Linked DNA regions of Mus musculus: regions 1, 2 and 3 are each linked to region 4. Evidence: chromatin contacts called from public Hi-C and promoter capture Hi-C data. All regions are on one chromosome and are shown on one strand. The core of a region is the stretch at or near the end of the contact, and the rest is flanking DNA. Distances in the headings are between cores, read along the strand shown.

What was found. Promoter capture Hi-C pulls out the DNA fragments that hold promoters and counts their contacts. Hi-C and Micro-C count contacts between places; a contact is called where the count stands out from the background.
Region 1: a contact with region 4 is called in a promoter capture Hi-C map of pre-B cells, with 3 times the contacts expected there. The contact joins the promoter of Ccdc25 here to the promoter of Nupl1 in region 4. A contact is called at or near these places in 2 of 39 promoter capture datasets (the C10 cell line and pre-B cells) and 3 of 484 Hi-C or Micro-C datasets (CD4 T cells, CD8 T cells and regulatory T cells).
Region 2: a contact with region 4 is called in a promoter capture Hi-C map of pre-B cells, with 4 times the contacts expected there. The contact joins the promoter of Cdca2 here to the promoter of Nupl1 in region 4. A contact is called at or near these places in 1 of 39 promoter capture datasets (pre-B cells) and 2 of 484 Hi-C or Micro-C datasets (CD8 T cells and muscle stem cells).
Region 3: a Hi-C map of B cells shows a contact between it and region 4, with 5 read pairs. The contact joins the promoter of Ppp2r2a here to the promoter of Nupl1 in region 4. A contact is called at or near these places in 2 of 484 Hi-C or Micro-C datasets (B cells and CD4 T cells).

What each region holds. Positions count from the first base shown.
Region 1 is chr14:65,835,908-65,840,293 of GRCm38.p6, reverse strand. It overlaps Ccdc25 (coiled-coil domain containing 25), which reads right to left and starts at 2,992. Exons shown (of 9, transcript NM_145944.5): 1 at 2,810-2,992. The coding sequence starts at 2,837.
Region 2 is chr14:67,713,790-67,718,183 of GRCm38.p6, reverse strand. Cdca2 (cell division cycle associated 2) reads left to right here and starts at 2,574. Exons shown (of 15, transcript NM_001110162.1): 1 at 2,574-2,960; 2 at 3,179-3,242; 3 at 3,328-3,501. The coding sequence starts at 3,179. It overlaps Kctd9 (potassium channel tetramerisation domain containing 9), which reads right to left and starts at 2,086. Exons shown (of 12, transcript NM_001111028.1): 1 at 1,800-2,086. The coding sequence starts at 1,847.
Region 3 is chr14:67,069,956-67,074,554 of GRCm38.p6, reverse strand. It overlaps Ppp2r2a (protein phosphatase 2, regulatory subunit B, alpha), which reads left to right and starts at 2,084. Exons shown (of 10, transcript NM_028032.3): 1 at 2,084-2,465; 2 at 4,246-4,320. The coding sequence starts at 2,459.
Region 4 is chr14:60,249,350-60,253,938 of GRCm38.p6, reverse strand. Nupl1 (nucleoporin like 1) reads left to right here and starts at 2,460. Exons shown (of 15, transcript NM_170591.2): 1 at 2,460-2,776. The coding sequence starts at 2,670. It overlaps Gm38641 (a long non-coding RNA gene), which reads right to left and starts at 2,465. Exons shown (of 3, transcript XR_874661.1): 1 at 2,386-2,465.

The sequences.
Region 1 (4,386 bases), core at 1,743-4,242, 5.6 Mb before region 4:
ATAGACTGCATAAGTCTTTTTTTTTTTTTTTTTTTTTTTTTTTTTTTCTAATTTTTCGAGACAGGGTTTCTCTGTGTAGCCCTGGCTGTCCTGGAACTCACTCTGTAGACCAGGCTGGCCTCGAACTCATTAAGTCTTACTGAGCGTAAAACAGTAACTTGTCCCCAAAGATGATGCTTAGCAATGCTTACTGCTGAATAGTTGCTTTCCTCCTTTTCAAGAAAATATCTCTATTTTTAAATTTCTCTTAAGGGATAAAGTTTAATGGCAATTTCCAGCTCAGCCCTATACTTTTGCCTTCTTCAACGATAATGACAATAATGACAACAACAACAACCATTCCCCATAATGAACAACAATCTCTTCTACAAACATTTAAAAACAGATCCCTACACATGGGAGACAGAGGCAGGTGGATCTCTGAGTTTGAGGTCAGCCAGGTTTACAGAGTGCGTTCCAGGACAGCCAGGGCTACACAAAGAAACCCTGTCTCAAAACAACTATATAAAAACGTGTGTCTATGTGTGTGTGCATAGTATATGTAATGAATATAATGTATTCTTAAAACTTAGCTAGCTGGCATTGCTTATATCTCATTGTGCTACGATGGTGGATGCCCTGTTCCACTCAGGGGAACCACAGTTCTCAAACTTCTCCAAACACTGGCTCTAACGCCCTCCAGCTACCTCAAACAAGCTAAATCCTAGTTTTTACATTGAAGTAATGAGCATTTTGTTGCTTAGAAAGCTTTCCTTAATCTTGATTCTAAAGTACAAGATTAGGACTGAAAGAACTAGGTACACACCCTACCAAAACTTGCTGGACCCTAAATGGAGCTAAATTTGTGAGATGGTGTTCAGTCTACAAAGCACAAGACCTGGTAGATAGAAACAGAGTTGGCTGGAGAGTCTGTACCCCTGAGCAGAACACACACAGGGCAGTGATGGTGTTGTATGCCTATAGTCCCAGCATTTGAGTGGGAGAAGGGTCTGGAATTCATGCTGTCCTTAGCTACGGAGGCTGGCTTAGGGCAGTCTGGTCTATCTGAGACTGACAAAAAACAAAAAACAAATAAAAGTTAAGAGACCATACATTCGCTGGGCGGTGGTGGCGCACGCCTTTAATCCCAGCACTCGGGAGGCAGAGGCAAGCGGATTTCTGAGTTCGAGGCCAGCCTGGTCTATATCTATAGAGTGAGTTCCAAGACAGCCAGGGCTACACAGAGAAACCCTGTCTCGAAAAATGCAAGAGAGAGAGAGAGAGAGAGAGAGAGAGAGAGAGAGAGAGAGAGAGGAGGGGTGGAGGGAGGGACCAAGGGACCATACATTTAGAAGGCCAGGGAGTTTCTGCCCCCACCTCCTGGATCACAGGATTCCAGGAGTGGACCACATACTCAGTTTCTGTGGTATTAGAGATCAAACCCCAGACTTCAGGAATACTAGACAAACACTCTAACTCAAACAACTGTCTGTCACTCCAGTTCCAGGGGATCTATCATCCTCTTCTGGCCTTGATAGGCACTAGGCACACAAGTAGTATGTAGATGCGCATGTAGGAAAAATACCTACAGACATAAAATAATTTTTAGAAGTAGCATGGCTACAAAAAAGAAAAACAAACAAACACCTCACACTGAAGGACGCTTCACAAAATAATGCTTCAGTTAAAAGTATCATGAAAGGCTAGGTAGTACATGCCTTTAATCCCGGCACTGGGGAGGCAGAGCAGAGGGTAGCATGAATTCAAAGCCAGCCTGATCTACACTGTGAGTTCTAGGCCAGCCAAGGGCTACATAATGAGATCCTGTCTCAAAAATAAACAAACTAAAAAGTACTAAGAGACAAAACCACCAAACAATAACTCCAGATCTGGGGACCTAGAAAGTAATGCCAACGTCAGGGAGCCTTCAGGCAGGAGAGTCTATGTTTGAAGCAACCTGAGCCACTCACTGTCTCAAGAAGGGGCAAAAATCAACACAGCAGCCAACTGTGTAAGTAGGGCACTATGCTAAGGAGACAAGACAGACTGCCCCTCAAGAGACCTGCCCGGTAGCTCAAGCAGACACCTTTTAATACCACATGAGAGCAGTCCTAAAGGAATGTTAAGGGGGGTCCAGAAAGAAATGCATATTTTATCTTGACGAGGAAACTGGGTCTCACACAGTGTCTTCAAAAAGGCAAGCGCTATTTTAATGGGGTGAGAGTTTAAAATTAGAAATTGATTCTGGACAATATGGGCAGAGAAACTAAGTTGACGCGGCATTTCCTGGAAACCGAAACAGCTCTTTCTGGCCTTCCAAAACCAACCCAGTAGCCTTAGCAGACGTCCACTGGACCATCACCTCTGCCCAGGGAGGGGCTGTACTAACATTCCAGCCCTCCGATTGCTCTCCGCGGCACCCCAGGCCCTCCCTGCGTAGGAGGGCAAGCTACTCTTCCTGCAGGAGACATCTGCTGGCACCTGTCGCACTGGTCAAGCATCGCTCCAAGGTGCGGGCAGAACGCTAGGGCAAAGGCTTGCGACGGGGACGTGGGGGACTAGGCTGGAACGCACACACGTCCAGGAAGCGTTGGCGGGTCTGTCAAGTGGGGACGAGAATGATTACCGGGTATAAAGAAAGCGGGGGCGCATTCCCGCCGCGACCACCGGGGCCAGGGGACGACCAGGCAGCCGAGGGGACGGCCAAGCAGGGAACCAGAAGGCTCTGGGAGAGGTGCCCGCGGAAGGACGCGGTTCAGGACTAAGTCCAAGCCCAGCGCGGCGGCTGGGGAATGCCGGCTTTGGAAGCAGGGGCCCCGGCGTCACTCACCGCTGCTGCTGGTGAAGTAGAACACCATGATCCTGGTAGAAGAGTGGCGACTCCTACTCAAAACGCGAAGCTTGAGATACCGCCGGCGCGAGGGTGAGCCGGCTTCCAGGCTCTCCTCAGGACACTTCCGGCGGACGTGCCGTCGCGTCACAACGCCGTCCTGTCAGCGCCATCTTTAGTCCTGGCGAAGGGAAGGGTGTTGGCGGAAGAGCAGGTGTCCCGGGGATTTTGAGGATTCCGCTCAAGCGTCTGGTTGAAAGAAATTAGCTGGGGAAATACATCTTGTTTGAAGTCATAAAGAAAAAATACTAAGGGCAGACTTTATTTTCAGAGGCTCTACTAAGTGGACACGAGAGTTGGTCATCGCTTTTTATGTCTTCCCACTCAACCCAATATGGGCTCCATGCGTGCAGAAACTGCCTTTTTCATGCATGGTTAAGGGTCCCTGTAACCATTTCCTCAGGAGGCACTCAGTAAGAACCAATTTTTTTAAAAGATTTATTTATTATTATACGTAAGTACACTGTAGCTGTCTTTAGACACACCAGAAGAGGACATCAGATCTCATTACGGACGATAGTGAGCCACCATGTGGTTGCTGGGTTTTGAACTCCGGGCCTTCGGAAGAGCAGTCAGTGCTCTTTCTTACCCACTGAGCCATCTAACCAGCCCCAAGAACCAATTTTTAAATAAACTCATTCTCCCATTACTTGACATAGGTGAGGGTTTTGTTGTGTTTTTTGTTTGTTGACTTGACCAAACTAGTCAGAATAGAGTTAGGTAATGTTCATCAAACCCTATCTAAGCCTGAGATGGCCTCAGCAAGAATACAAGATGGAAGAAATGCTGCACTGTCTTGCCCAGTCAAACAATGAACTAAATTGCATCGAGGACAGAAGGTTCTCAAATGAATTGTTACTGTTACTACCCAGAGACACTCTCCTTTTTTGGGATTCCGAGTAGGGCTATTTTTTGTTCCTTTAAATCTAATGTCTGCTCCTTATTACCTACAAGACTGAACAAATACCAAACTTCTGAAGTTCAGAACCTCTTGCTATAAATTTACAAAATTCCACAGCCTTCCTAGGTTTGACTTGGAAGTTTTTCTTATTTCTGATAAAGAAAAAATATGAGAGTCCATTTCGGGCTGTATCCCTCCAACAAGCTCCAAAAGTCAGACCACACAAAAGGGCTACAGAAAAGGAGTTTTACCGTCCCTGGAGAGCCTAGTCTTTCATAGAGCAGGAAATTCTAGGCAAGTAGAACCTGATGGTAAAAATGTCCCCTCTTTGGCTTTAACTCTCTCAAAAGAAGAAACTAGCCAGAGTCTCCCACTAAGCAGTTTCCACTATTGTTCTAATTCTTTCACTTTACAAAACCCACTATCATTCTGGGTTTCCTGGTGCTGGTCAATGTTGTAGGCTATCCACCAGAGAAGACTGCTCCAACATGGGTTTAAACCAATAGAAAGTCTTTTTTAGTTGGCCGGATACTACACTGGATGTTTGGGATCCCAGTGCAACATTTTCTCAGTCTTTCCTCAGGGTGAGCTTTTAAACACACAAAAAAACATGTTC
Region 2 (4,394 bases), core at 1,325-3,824, 7.5 Mb before region 4:
AGTGCATGTTGGTAACTTGATGTATGGTGATGAAATCTGTGCCTTTCTATATCACAGCCCATAGCCCAAAGGCCACAAAGCCAAGCATTCAAAAAACTTATTCTCCTGACTAGGGCATTAAAAATAGACACCAGGTAAGTAAAGAGACAAGCTAAATGATATATTCTACTTTAGAGACAGGAAACCAAACTATCTCAGAGTAGCACTGCATTTGGGAATATTTTAACGAGCGTCCATGTCATGTTTATGCCAGTCCTGATTAGATATAGGGACTATGCATACACTACATATCCACATACATAAATGCAGGTGGTATGTATTGTGATCTTTTCAAATAAAAGTCATTTTAGTATTATTTCCACCTTCTGAAAGGAGAGGAAACAGCCTTGCAACATGTTCTCTAGCTTAGGACATGGTGGGACATAGTTTTTTTAAAAATATTAAATGTTAATATTCTTCGGCTCAGTCCTATGATCATTGTAATGCATATGTGCCCATACTCATTTGAGAAGTACTTTCCCCAATCTTCGGAGATTCTCAACATTTTTTTACTAAGTAAATAAAATTAACCTGGAAACTCACAGACAAAACCAAAGTTTTTAAAAATTTAAATAATATACCCAGAGCAAGCCACTCAGTTTTACAGTGACAATAGCATACAGTGAACTCAGAAGAGATTTAGAGCAGAGCTGAGCACTTATGAGGAACTCTGATCACTTCGACTTCAGGGAGTCACACAAGAGTCGACACTGGTGAAAAGTGCTTATCAATACGACTGTTAACACTGGGCACACTAAATCTCTCAATAAAAACCGACACAGTCTACTAGCCAACTACAGCGTGGCCCAGGAACAGCTGATGATCAGAAGTGACAGCCTTTTTAGCCTGTATTTCTGAAGCACTGGCTGAGCTTATGTGGCTACTATTTTTGTGTGAATATCCAATCTTTAAGAAAATAAAATCGCAGAGCACAAACCCCACTGTGGATCAGATTTCCAGAATCTGTTTATTCAAAACTGCAGAGTGGTTGAAGGACATCGCTCCCCTACCCCTCATCACCCCCTTCCCCCGCACCACTTTAATGCCCTTGAATAGTTAGTTCTGCTATGTATACGCGGGGCAATCAGAGTATTCTGGTCAATTACAGAGTGGAGCCAATGTACCTTGAACTGAAACTTTAAAAGGGTTCATTACTTTTGAGACTTTAATCAGGCTTAGGTATGTGTGGGGCAGTCATTTAACCACACATTACTAGTCCGCCAGAAACAGCCAACATTTTCCAAAGAATAACTTTCAAGGGTGGGGCAAGAGGCAGCTGCAACATCGGAAAAATATTTAGCACCACGCCCTCCACAGAGGCCTAAATGCAGCTAAGGCTACTGTCAAATCAAGTCATTCCGAAGGTCTGCTGTCACTGTCCTCTAAGGAATCAAAAACAAGGCGGCACAGTAAAACATGTATAAAAGTTTGCACGGTGGCGGGGCAAGGGGCCCGGGGCACCTTGAGAGAGAAGGAAAGTGGTTCAGACCAGGTCCACATTCTGAGGATGTCACTCGACTGTCCCCTGGAGTTTTCTTCTCCCGACCTGGCCAGGGTCACCCGCCTCCATGATCACTGCCTCCTCCCCGGGCAGAGCATTACTCAGCACCGATAAGGACAGGAAGGCGCAGCGGGAAGGTGGGAGGGGACCTCGGCCAGCTGCTCAGGTGACAGTGGCGCCTCGGAGCCCCGCCGGCAGAGCAGCCCCGGGCTGTCGGAGGCTGCGGGGGTCCCCGGGTCGCGCCCCCGCTACCGCTTACCTTGCCGTTGCTCGGGCTGCCGTTCAAGAACAGCGTGACCCGCCGCATCGCGCCGCCCGCGCCGGGTCCTGAGGGAGCCGCCACCCTCGCTCCCGGCCCGCCACCCGCCGCGCTCCGCGCCCGCGAGACCCCTCCCGCCTCCCACCCGGACTCTCCGCCCTTCGCCACCTTCCTGGTCGGCCCCACACTCCTCACGCACGCACCCTCAGTCCCACACCCCGGGGTTGGCCGATCCTCCTTCCCACCCCGCCCCTAGGCTCCTCAGCCTGCTAGCGGCCCTTCCCCCCAACCGCGCCCAGACCGACGCTGAGCTGCGCCAATCAACACGCTGTACCGGCCAGTATTTAGCCAATCAGAGTCCGGCTGGGGGGTGGGCTCAGAGTAACACTAGACGGCGGTGGAAGGAAAGAGAGGCTGAGGGCTGGTTGACGGAATGGAGTATCAGCGAATCAGAGAAGAACCTACTGGGCAAAGGGCCGCTCTAAGCGTTACTGAGCAGGCGCACGTTGGAGTGTAGGAGTGCTCATTTGCATAAAGAGACTGGGTCTAAGGAAGAGGCGGGACGCCGAAGTCCCATAGACCAATCAGCTCCTCGCTAGGCTTTTGCCCCTTCTACTGTACCCACCCACCGAGGTAACGGTTGGTATCGGGATTGGCTAATAGGGTAAACTAGCCATCCGGCGGTTCTGTCTCGATTGGTCTAGTGATTCATTTTCGAAGTTTCCAGCAGCCAATCCAAGGTTTGGGGTGGCATTTGAAGTGTTGCTCCGCGGAACTCACTGGTAGACCCCAGGACACCTTTTTGCTGCAGCTCTGTCTCGCCAGGGTCATTTAGGGCTGGCCGTGTTTTTTCCGGGATCCACGGAGGTCTCCCTGCGCCGTTCGAAAGCACGAGGGTGAGGCCCGGAGGGAGCGGTACCCACGTCACACGTGGTCCACGGCTCGTGGGTATCCCTCCGCGGGGGCGTGGCCGCGGTTTGAATTTGCTGGCGGGCAAGTGAAGCTTGACCGCTTCGGCCGGACGTGGTGTGTCTGGTGTGCAGCGGCCGGCAGGAGGCCAGCCCGGCTCCCTTCCCCGGCCTCTGGTGCTCTCTGAAACGGAGCCTCCGCGACGCTTGTCGTAGTCGTCCGAGGGAACGCGCAGGGTCCTGGGCGGGAGAGGTAGGCCTGCTATCCGGCCGGGGTTCAGGGATGCAAAGCCCTGATAAATCAGTTCGGTCCGCTTTGTTTAGTCAATAGTACCTCCCGCCGTTTCTTTAATCAGAACGCCCCAGCCTGTGGTCCCCTGGTATTGATTGCCTTAGAGTTCTGTCACATTGTTTTTGGCTTATAGTGAGGTTATTTTTCACATTTTTTTCTCTAACTTCCTCATCTTTTAGATGGATGCGAGTTCACACGACAAGCCTCTCTCTGAATCCAAGGAGTGTGTCCTTAATAATTCTGGTATGTGGTGACCTGTTGCCCTCGTTAGATGGAAGATTTGAGTGTTTTGATGTATTAACACCCCCAATGTGCTGTCCGTTTTCAGAAAATGACGTTTTTAGATTGGGAACTGAACCGTTTGTGACTCCTCAGAAGCATGTAGCAGATGCGACTCCTAATCTTTGCACCCCTGATACCTTTAAGTCACCTTTGGACTTCACCACAGTAACCGTAGAGCAGTTGGGAATTACACCTGAAAGCTTTGTTAAGACCTCTTCCGGTAAGAGAAGTTCTTGGATTGCATAGTTTTTTTTTTCAAATTTAACAGTAACTGTAGTAGGCCCCAATTATACATGTCTGTACTGCCTGACACTCCTTCTGTGTGTATTTATGCTGACCCTGCAGACTTGCTTGTTCGGCACAGCTCAGCAAATAGAGCAATGTTTCTGAATCAGTTGTGCTTTGTGTGCACCCTAGAAAACAGTGTGTATGAAAATCAGAGGGCATTGAAAGGTAGTTGAGAACCGGTAAAAGTGACAAGGCCGTGTGCCTCATTCAAAAATCCCAAACAGAAAATTGACCCAGATAATGATTTTCTTTAGCTTCAGGAATGAAATTCCCAATGGAGAAGTAAATCTAGGGCTAGGGTTCTTTTGGGTTGTAGAATAGCAATTATAAAGAAGGATAACGAGACTGGAAGCCAATCACACCGTGAGCTAGGCGAAGCCAGAGTGACACTCATTCTCTACCGCTCAGAATTATCACATAAAAGACTGGGTCCGTTTTCGTGTGCTTAGGTGTGAGCAGAATTCAGGGTGGCGTGCTGAGGGTGAAGAAGTAGCTTATTCCAGAGTAGAAGAATTTTGAAAAAAATAAGAGCAGGGTATAGCTGGGTCTCACCAGCCCTAACCCACATCGGGACTCTGTTCCAAGGGCCACCATGAGTTTTTAGGACTGAAACTATGAATTTATAAATTAGCCACAGTAAGAGATGTGGCCTACTCATCTGTGGACAGGCTCTCAGAAGCACACCCTCTCCGAGATGCCCTCAAGCTAGATGCGTTTAGAATCAAGCTTAACCGTTGCAAACTATTCTCTCTCTACTTAGATCCCTTATGGGCCCTTACAGGAAGCACTTCTAAGCTTAGCTGAATTGCTAGCCTCACTGCTCTT
Region 3 (4,599 bases), core at 835-3,334, 6.8 Mb before region 4:
TAATAACAGACACAGACTGAGATCATTTTAATGTGGTTTAAGAAAACAGAAAAGTGCATTATACTTTATGAGACTATTTGTATAAACTGACAACATGACTGCTTCATAGTTTGGTTAAGGGGAGGGTTTTGTTGTAGATATGAGAGAGTGGCCAGAGGCATCTGGAAGAGTCCAGAGCACAGACTGAACATGCCGGAGAGGGAAGAATAATAGCAGAGGATAAAATATAGAGGAAACAGCCAGAATAGCAGGGTCATAAGGAGGAGTAGCTTGGGAGAGAAACACCCGAGGGCTGGAGTTTACAGTAGAGGAGAGGTAAGAAGGGCAGGACACTAGCGTGGACTGAAATGTGCCACAGGATCTTGGGATACCAGCATGTGCTTTGATATACAGTTAGGCAACGTAGGTAGCTATATCTCCTTTTTGCCAGAAGTGAGGGAAATGACATTTTTGGTAGAGGGCCCCTGGCTTCACAAGTTCCTGAAGAATGCTGTTTTTTTTTTTTTTTTTTTTTTTTTTTAATCTAACTTCCAGAAATCCTCCTATAGTCCAGGCTGAGCTCATTTCTGGATATTTGAACTGCCTTTTGCAGTTTGGGAAGTTTCCTTTGGACCTGACACATTTTGTTGTTGTTCTCTTTCCTCCTCCTCTTCCTCCTGTCTTTCTTTCTTTCTTTCTTTCTTTCTTTCTTTTTTTAACTGTTTTAAGATGAGTACATTGTTGTTGTCTTCAGGCACACCAGAAGAGGGAATCAGATCCCATTACTGATGGTTGTGAGCCACCATGTGGCTGCTGGGAATTGAACTCAGGACCTTTGGGAAAGCAGTCAGTGCTCTTAACCACTAGGCCATCTACCCAGCCCTCCTTCTGTCTTTCAAGACAGAGTTTCTTTGTGTGGACTTGGCTGTCCTGGAACTAGCTCTGTAGACCAGGCTGACCTCCAGAAATCTGCTTGCCTCTGCCTCCTTCCCCTCCCTCTCTCTAGGAGGAGAGCTTGGCACTACTAAGAAAGGGCATTTGACCTAGTTAAAGGTGAATAGGAAAGGGGGGGGGGAATGTCAGAGAGTCTGACTGGAAGAGGCTACATTTAAATGGATTTATTTTAATTTTTTGCATGTGTTTGATGTATGTATGTTAGGCAGAGTCTTCTATAGATAGCCCAGGCTAGCCTCAAACTCAGCTGTCCTTGAACTCTAGAACCTCTTAAATGAATACAAGCGCTGTTGAGATTATAGGAATGTGTCACCACGGCCAGAAGAACATATCTTCCTCTTCCTCCTCCTCCTCTTTTTCCTCCTCCTCCTCCTCCTCCTTCTCCTCCTTCTTCTTCTTCTTCTTTTGGTTTTTCAAGACAGGGTTTCTCTGTGTAGCCCCGGCTACCCTGGAACTCACTCTGTAGACCAGGCTGGCCTTGAACTCAGAAATCCGCCTGCCTCTGCCTCTCAAGTGCTGGGATTAAAGGTGTATGCCACCACTGCCCAGCAGAACATACCTTCTTAATCATTGATTTTACCACTTTTATCTGAAAAGACCTTGGCTACTTTTTGCGGCATTCACAACATCCAATTTCTGTGGCGAGCTATTCTTAACTGCTCGCAGTAGCCAAGGGCTCTAGTCCATGGGAAGGTAACCTAATTCACCCAGATGGAACCAGTCCAGTTGTGTCCTTCTGGGCTCAGTGAACTCTCACCTTGGGCAGGCAGTGGCAAGTATGCATCACTCTCCCTTAATTTTGGTGCCTCCGGGGCTCACCCACAGGGTCACTGGAGCAACAAAAGGGGTATTCTCTCGAGAGGGCCAGCTCACCATGTGGTTGAGCATAAGTGAACATATGAGGCCATCCCAAAGTTCCGGCCTTGGCTCTACGGCTTGGGACAGTGAGAGGTGCAGACAGGCCAGGCCTTGGCCACTTGGGCACCGCGGCTTGGCACATCCAGCCCACAGCCACAGCAAACTAAGTGCAGCTCTAGCTCTGTACAGGGACCTTCTCAAGGATCCTAGCGGGCGGGGCGGGGCGAAAGCAAGACAAGAAGGAGGCGTGGCTAACACAGCACGACCCGCCCCAAAGACGCTCCGCCCCCTCAAGTGACGTCACCGGCCAGCCAGCGGGCGCCATTTTGAAAGTGGAGTCGCCTGTCCCTGCCGCCGCGGCCGCCGTCGCTGTCCTAGCCGCCGCTGCCGCCGCCACTACTACCGCCGCCGCCGCCGCTACTGCCGCCGCTGCCGTCTCCACCGCGAGAGAAGGAGCACGAGACGGGACGCCCCTGAGTGAACGCCACCATCCTGCCGACCGCTCCACCCGGGCCGCTTCCTTTCCGCCCCGGTCCCGGTCCCCTCCCCCCTCAGGTGCCATCCGCCTCCATCCGCGCCCTCGATCCCCCCATCCCCAGGTGTGGGGGCTGAGCCCCGGTCGCGGAGACCCCGACGAGCCCGGCAGGGTCACCATTTGCAGCGCGACATGGCAGGTAAAGAAGAAACGGCCCTTGGGCGGCTGACAGGGTGCCGTGCCGCTTCCTCTGCGCGCTCTCCGTCACCCCCTAGCGACCGTGGTGGCGGGGCCTCGGCCTGGGGCGCTGGCCGAGTGTGGGGCGGGCGGGCGGGCCTGGCACTGAGCTGGGACTGTGGGGCCTGGAGGCCGGGCCCGGGGCCTGGCACTACAGGAACACGGCACGGGTGCGTTGGGGGTGGGAGACGGCGTGGGTGGGGCGGGTGCAGGCGTGCAGATGGGTCCCCTCTGCACCCTGCTCCCTCCGCTCTTCCTTACATATTCATTCCTCTTCCCGGTCTACTGAGAACCTTTCTGTAGAAATGTATTCTGGACCGATAAGAAGGAAGACAGCTTTGCAAGTTAAAATACAATGGAGGCATACCCCCACCCCCCCAACTCACGGTCACCCCCCCCCCAACCCCCAGCACCACACAAACATTAATGGGGTAGGTCAGGTTTTGAGGGTGTAAGCCTGAATTTCGTTTTCGATTTTGCTCCCTTCCCGTGTCTTATTTTTTTGCCACTCACGAATGCTAAGCCTTTAATAGAAGTTGCAAGGATTGGGGTGGGGGCTGGGTGGGAGAGAAAGGTAATTTAAACTTTGCATTTTGCACGGTAGCGTTTGGGCAGATGTCCTTTTCCCAGAAGGGTTTCTTGGAGTTAAAATAGTTGTGGAGTTCGCCGATATAAATAGCCAAAGGGAGAGGGATTTTATAAAACCTTGCTGAGGGGGGACGGGGGGGGTGCGGGGGGAGAAAGCCTGATTGAGAATAATTTAGCAAGGAATGGGTAAAGGAAAAGCGAGGTTTAATGTCGTTTGAGAGTCGGTTATCTTTGTACAATTTAGTCTTGAAGCCCTTCCTCTCATAGAGTAATTCTGGATTGAGATTGAGTTTCTTTTCCAGAAATCCCGGGGTGCCCCCATCCCCCCATTTCCTCTTCAGTGCTGAGCAGTGAGTGTCGGAGATTAAACCAATTTTCCTTTCTTTTCAATATTTGCATAGATAATAGAACCTTTAAAGAAGTTATGCTGGACTGGTTTACAGTTTGCTATATAAACAGGCTGCCCTTTGACCTTGCTGAACAATGAAATGATAATTGGAACTGTATTGTAGGAGATGAGCAACGAATAAGGTTGCTTTTTTCTGGGTCCTTTGGATGCAGTAGGTGAATGTGGCAGGAGCAGCCTCCTTTGACCATCTCTTCCCAGGCGTGCATTTCCGCCCCTTTTCCTCTGTCTGCAACCAGTGATTTGCTCCTAACGAATGCAAAGAAATGGGTGTTGTGTTTGCTTAGTCCACATGAATCATCCTCTCAGGCAGTAATGTTCCCGAAGTTTTCTCTTCGTTCTATATTTCATGGTAGTTTAGCCTTATAACTCTTTTGTAGGCCTTTTGTACATTTAAAGGAAAACTAACTTTGGTGCTTTGGTTGGTTTTGTTTTTGTTTTTGTTTTTTCCTGGTAGGTTTTAACTTGAAAGGTTCTGACTGTCTTTAAGGAGAGGGAAAAGTGGAAGTGAGGTTTTAAATATCTGTATGATGATAATTACTGGTAGGCTGTATGTCTTTGGATATTTCGTACCTGCAGACTTGTTTTTAATACACTACCAACTATTGGAGGCCAATTTGGTTCCAAATCTGTGGGCTCAGTGGTAGTTACATAGGGAGTTATGATGCCAGCCTCGGGAACCATCTCTGTGTTTATAAGCGTAAACAGAACAGAGCTCAGTTTTAATTGCTATGTTTTCTTCTTCCAGGAGCTGGAGGAGGGAATGATATTCAGTGGTGTTTTTCTCAGGTGAAAGGAGCAGTAGATGATGACGTAGCAGAAGGTAAGACATTTTAACAGTGACGACTATCGACTTAAAAGTCCTGGGTGCTGAAGGAACTCAGTGTTTTGTGTTTGCTTTCTGAGAGGTGGGATGATAGCTTTAAAAAAAATCACCTTTCTGAAAAGTCTGTATATCTTCTTATGTCTTGCTTATCTTTTTTTTTTTCATTGAGTTAATGAAGTAGATGTCCAGCAGTCAGTGCTCTAAGGTTTGTGTGACTAAGGTGTCTTTGTTACATACATTCTACATATAAATGACTGGTCTTCATGTTTATGTGTT
Region 4 (4,589 bases), core at 1,211-3,710:
TAAGGAACTGTTTTTGAAGTGGTGGGAGGAATAAGAGATTGTATATTCATCAGGCTTAGCTTACTAAAAACATTATGCAGATCAGTATAAGGACATAGAAGACAATAGAAACATTAGCAATGTCATGGCAAAGAGTGCTTAGATGATCCTTTGGAGGAGGCTTGGTTGCTTACACTAGACTAGGTTTTGTGTGACCTTTTCCTGGGGAGATATGAACAAACACCTACTCACTCCAGATAGGGAGTGACAAAGGACACATCCCACCGATATCTCGTTTGGGCAACCAACAAATTCACCGGGCTTACTTACAGGAGTGGGTTAGGAGTACAAAACAGCTGCATATGAAATCTTATCTCAGCATGGAGGGGGCTTCTCCAGAAGTGTATAGATGGAGTCCCCTCTTCAGTTAACTTTCCACACTCTGTAAATTGTAGCACCTCTCAACACCACATGCTGCTGGGGCAGAATTACATACAATTGGGAAGCATTAACAGAGGCAAGGGACTTTTTAAGTCTAGTCTTAAACTTTATGTATCCACTAGCATGCAATATATTATAATACCATTGATCAAAAATTCCAGGTTTTTTGTCTCTGTGGGATATGGGTCAACTATCACTGTTGTATAGCTAAACTTTGCCATAAATCATACATGAATATATGATAATTTGAATGTATCTTCTGAAGCTTTCTTTCTTTCTTTCTTTCTTTCTTTTTTTTTTTGCACAAGCTTTTATTAGAGTCAGGTTGAGATTTTTCAGTAATTTTTGAATTTTAAAGTCACAGATTTACAGAATTACTGAAAGTATTCCATATGCCCACAGTTTTTCTGGTCATAGACATATATTAGTCTCTACTATATTTTAAAATAATCATCCTTTCTCACTGACCTTATGAGTCCTCAGAGCCAGACATGTAGCTCTTGCTAATTTTATGTTGGTATTTTCAAGTTTTGGAGCCTTTCAATAAAAATCTGGGTTCCTCTTAGGTTTTTTGTTTTTGTTTTTTTTTTTCCAGTTAAAAGGAAAGTTTACTGGGACATTCATGCCACTACTGCACCAATAAAGATATCTTGCCAGGTTACTCCTTATTGTAGTTTGCATGGCTCATGGCTGACATGACATCATGTGCCAAACACACCTTTTGACGTCATCTAACTTTTGTGACCTGCCAAAGGGAAATGGCGAGGAACAGAGTTTTCATCACTATGAGTATTTGGGGGAGAGGACAGGGCTCTACAATGAATCTGGAGGGTGTTCCGGTTCAGCCAACTGCAGGTAGCAATGCTCAAGGTCAACACAAAACAAGTGCTGAATTGTGGGGGAGCTGTGAGAAAAGAAGTGCCAAGGATTTGTCATATAAAGGGCACTGAGGGCCAGACTCAGAGACCGTTGGGCTTTTGTTCGAATCACTACCATGGGGAGGATTGTGCTTTAGCATAAATCTGAGGGGTCTGATGATGGGATCAATTTCATCGAACAAAACTTGGCAGCTGGTCAACGCACTTGCAGGAATAGTATGCCAATTCCTGCCAGAGAATTAAAGAACCATGATATGATGGCAGTGTCCCCAGACCACCGCTAAGAAGCATTTCTTGGTGCCCACGTTGCTCCGGGTGCCCGTACATTCTAATTTACATCCCTCTGGGTTTTTTTTTTTTTTCAGATTTATTTATTTTATGTATGAGTGCACTGTAGCTGTCTTCAGACACACCAGAAGAGGACATCAGATCCCTTTACAGATGGTTGTGAGCCACCATGTGGTTGCTAGGAAATTGAACTCAGGATCTCTGGAAGAGCAGTCGGTGCTGAGCCAGCTCTCCAGCCAGATCGCTCATCCCTGTCCTTACACTTTCCAATTCGCAGTTCCTCTCGTAAATACCCCAAGTTATGGGAAAGCCACATAGCCAGGAAGCAGTCTTCAGGGAAGGTCCCCAAGAACGGCACCCATCCCATTCACCGTCCACTAGGATTTGGGGCACAGTGTCCTGACCTCAGACTCGGAGGCAGAGGAGCCTGGCAGTGTCACGCCGCCCCGCTGAACCCTCCGTGCAGGAAGCACAAGCGTGCAGTACCATGGGGTGCTGACCGGAAGCGTGTGCGACTTAAAACCCGTACATTTCTGGACCCTCAAAAGGTAGACACCCTCTTTTTTTCTCGGGTGCAGCGACACCCAAATGAAACTCAGACGTCCCCTTGGAGGAATGTGAGGTGACGACCAAGGTCTTCTCCAACTCTAGAACTCTACGCATGGCTTTTGACAGGAGGCCGGACCGAAGCCGCACTCCAGGGCCTTCATTCAGGAAGTAAAGCACGAAATCCCGCGAGACTCTCCGGGCACTTCAGGGGCTTAGCGCTTTAAGCGAGTAGGCGGGGCGCCCACCTTACCTCATCCGCCCGGCCTCACACGAGTACCGCTTCCACTCCGATCCCAGGGTTCCCTGCGCGGCGGGCGCGCTTCTAGTGCGTTCGGCGCGCGGGCGGTGTCGCGCATGCGTTCGCCTGTGGCTCCGCCCACTCCGCCCTCGCCTTGCCGCACCGCCGCTTGGGGTTGTTTCCCACCCGGTACCCGCTGGGCACCAGCTATGTGGCACGTCCCTCTTCGGCAGTGAAGGGACAGAAGCGTCCTAGGCCTCTCCACCCTAGCTGACGCCTTCGCGCCAAGGGCCGCCATGGCCACGGGGTTCTCCTTCGGGTCTGGGACCCTCGGCTCCACCACTGTGGCCCCCGGCGGGACCGGAGCGGGCAGCGGCTTCTCCTTCGGGACCGTCGCGTCTAGGTAATGGTGCCGCCTAGCAGGGGACCCTGGTGCTTCCCCGCGGAGGTCTGCACATCGAGGCCTGCCTTCAGGCTGCTAGGCTTCCCTACGAGCCGCGCAGTGGGCTGTGGACCCCTGCCGCCGAGGCTCTGCAGTCCCCGGTCGCGCCGCGACGACGCGGAGTGGGCCCGACTGCGGGAAGCGGCCTGGAGTCGCGGCTACGCCTACGCGACCCCTCGGGTTCAGGGATAGAATGAGTGTTGAATGAATGACAGCTTGTTGCTGGCTTTTAGGAACAGAAAAATAGGTAGGATGTAAGTTAAAAAAAATATCCCCGGGTGGTTTAGATTTCGGTTTTGAACGTTACGATGCATTGGATTTATGATTTTTTGTTTGTTTCAAGCCTTTGTGCCACAGGACCCCCTTCTGTCTTTTTAACATTTTTATGGCATGTATTGTATCATAGTTATTTTGTGCCCTATACAGATTAGCATAGCATCGCAAAGCATTTTGTGTTATAACCATCCACCACATGATCTTTTCCGTTCACTGCAAGCTTAAGTGGTATATTCTTCAGTTTGTGTAATAGATTCCGGTAGTGACAGATGAGTAGCTAGGGATTCCAAAAAGCTATTTCACTGAAAGCATTAATCACTCAGACTCGGCCTTTGGTAAAGAGTTGATCAAATGAGGAAATGTGTACTCGAAGGACAGGTATCTCCCGAGGCATAACAAGACCTATAGGCTTAATGTCTCAAAGAAAGCTCGCTCTCTCTCTCTCTCTCTCTCTCTCTCTCTCTCTCTTAACAGCCCCCGTTAGATACAGCAAATCCAAAATAACAGTACAATCAGACTGCCCCAGTTAAGTCCCATTTTTGCATATGCTTTCTTAATCTTCACTACCTATGTTGTCGAGACACAGGCGACGGTGTGCTCTGCTGTCTCTTTTAACTTTCACCTTGTTTTCTTGTGTCATCGATTAACTGGCTTTAGGTTTGTCGTTTTTAATGGTGTATCTTACTTAGTTCTTTTTTTTTTAAAGATTTTAATTATTTTTATTTAATGTGTGTGGGTGTTCTGCTTGCATCTGTGCATCATGGCTGTGCATTGCCCTTAAATACCAGAAGAGTCCGTCAGACACCCCCCCCCCCCAACCACCACCACTACCACACCACACCACACTGGAGTTAAGGCCCACTGTGAGCTACCAAGTTTTAAATTTAAAATGGAGGGATAGTTTGGGAAGTGGTGGTGCACGCCTTTAATCCCAACACTCTGGAAGCAGAGGCAGGCAGATTTCTGAGTTCCAAGCCAGCCTGGTCTACAAAGTGAGTTCCAGGACAGTCAGGGCTACACAGAGAAACCCTGTCTCGAAAAACAAAACAAGACAAAATATATAAATAGTATATATATTATATAAATATATATCATATATTTTATATATATAAAATGAAATAAAGTACTTTTAGTTTTAAGTCATGGGAGACTAACACAACAGAGTACTCCTGCCTTTACTCATCATTTGTAACTGCATTCTAGTTCTTTAAGAAGCTCCTTTGTCACTGTGACACTCTGCTTACTAGACATCGTCTGCTACTTGCCTTCCTATTGAAAGTATTCGTTTTAAGTGTTTAAATTGCAGCTTTCCCCTCTTGGGTTCCTAGGGTGTGCAGAAGACTGAATGACTCTTCTGGCTGACTGTGGGGTTGATAGTTCCTGGACCTAAGCAGCATGATATTCTGACCAGGACTGTGGTTGTCTTAATTTTAGCTAGCAATTGGTTGTTTTTTTAAATCGGAGCTATCTCTCCATCACCTTGCAGGTGGTTGGTGTG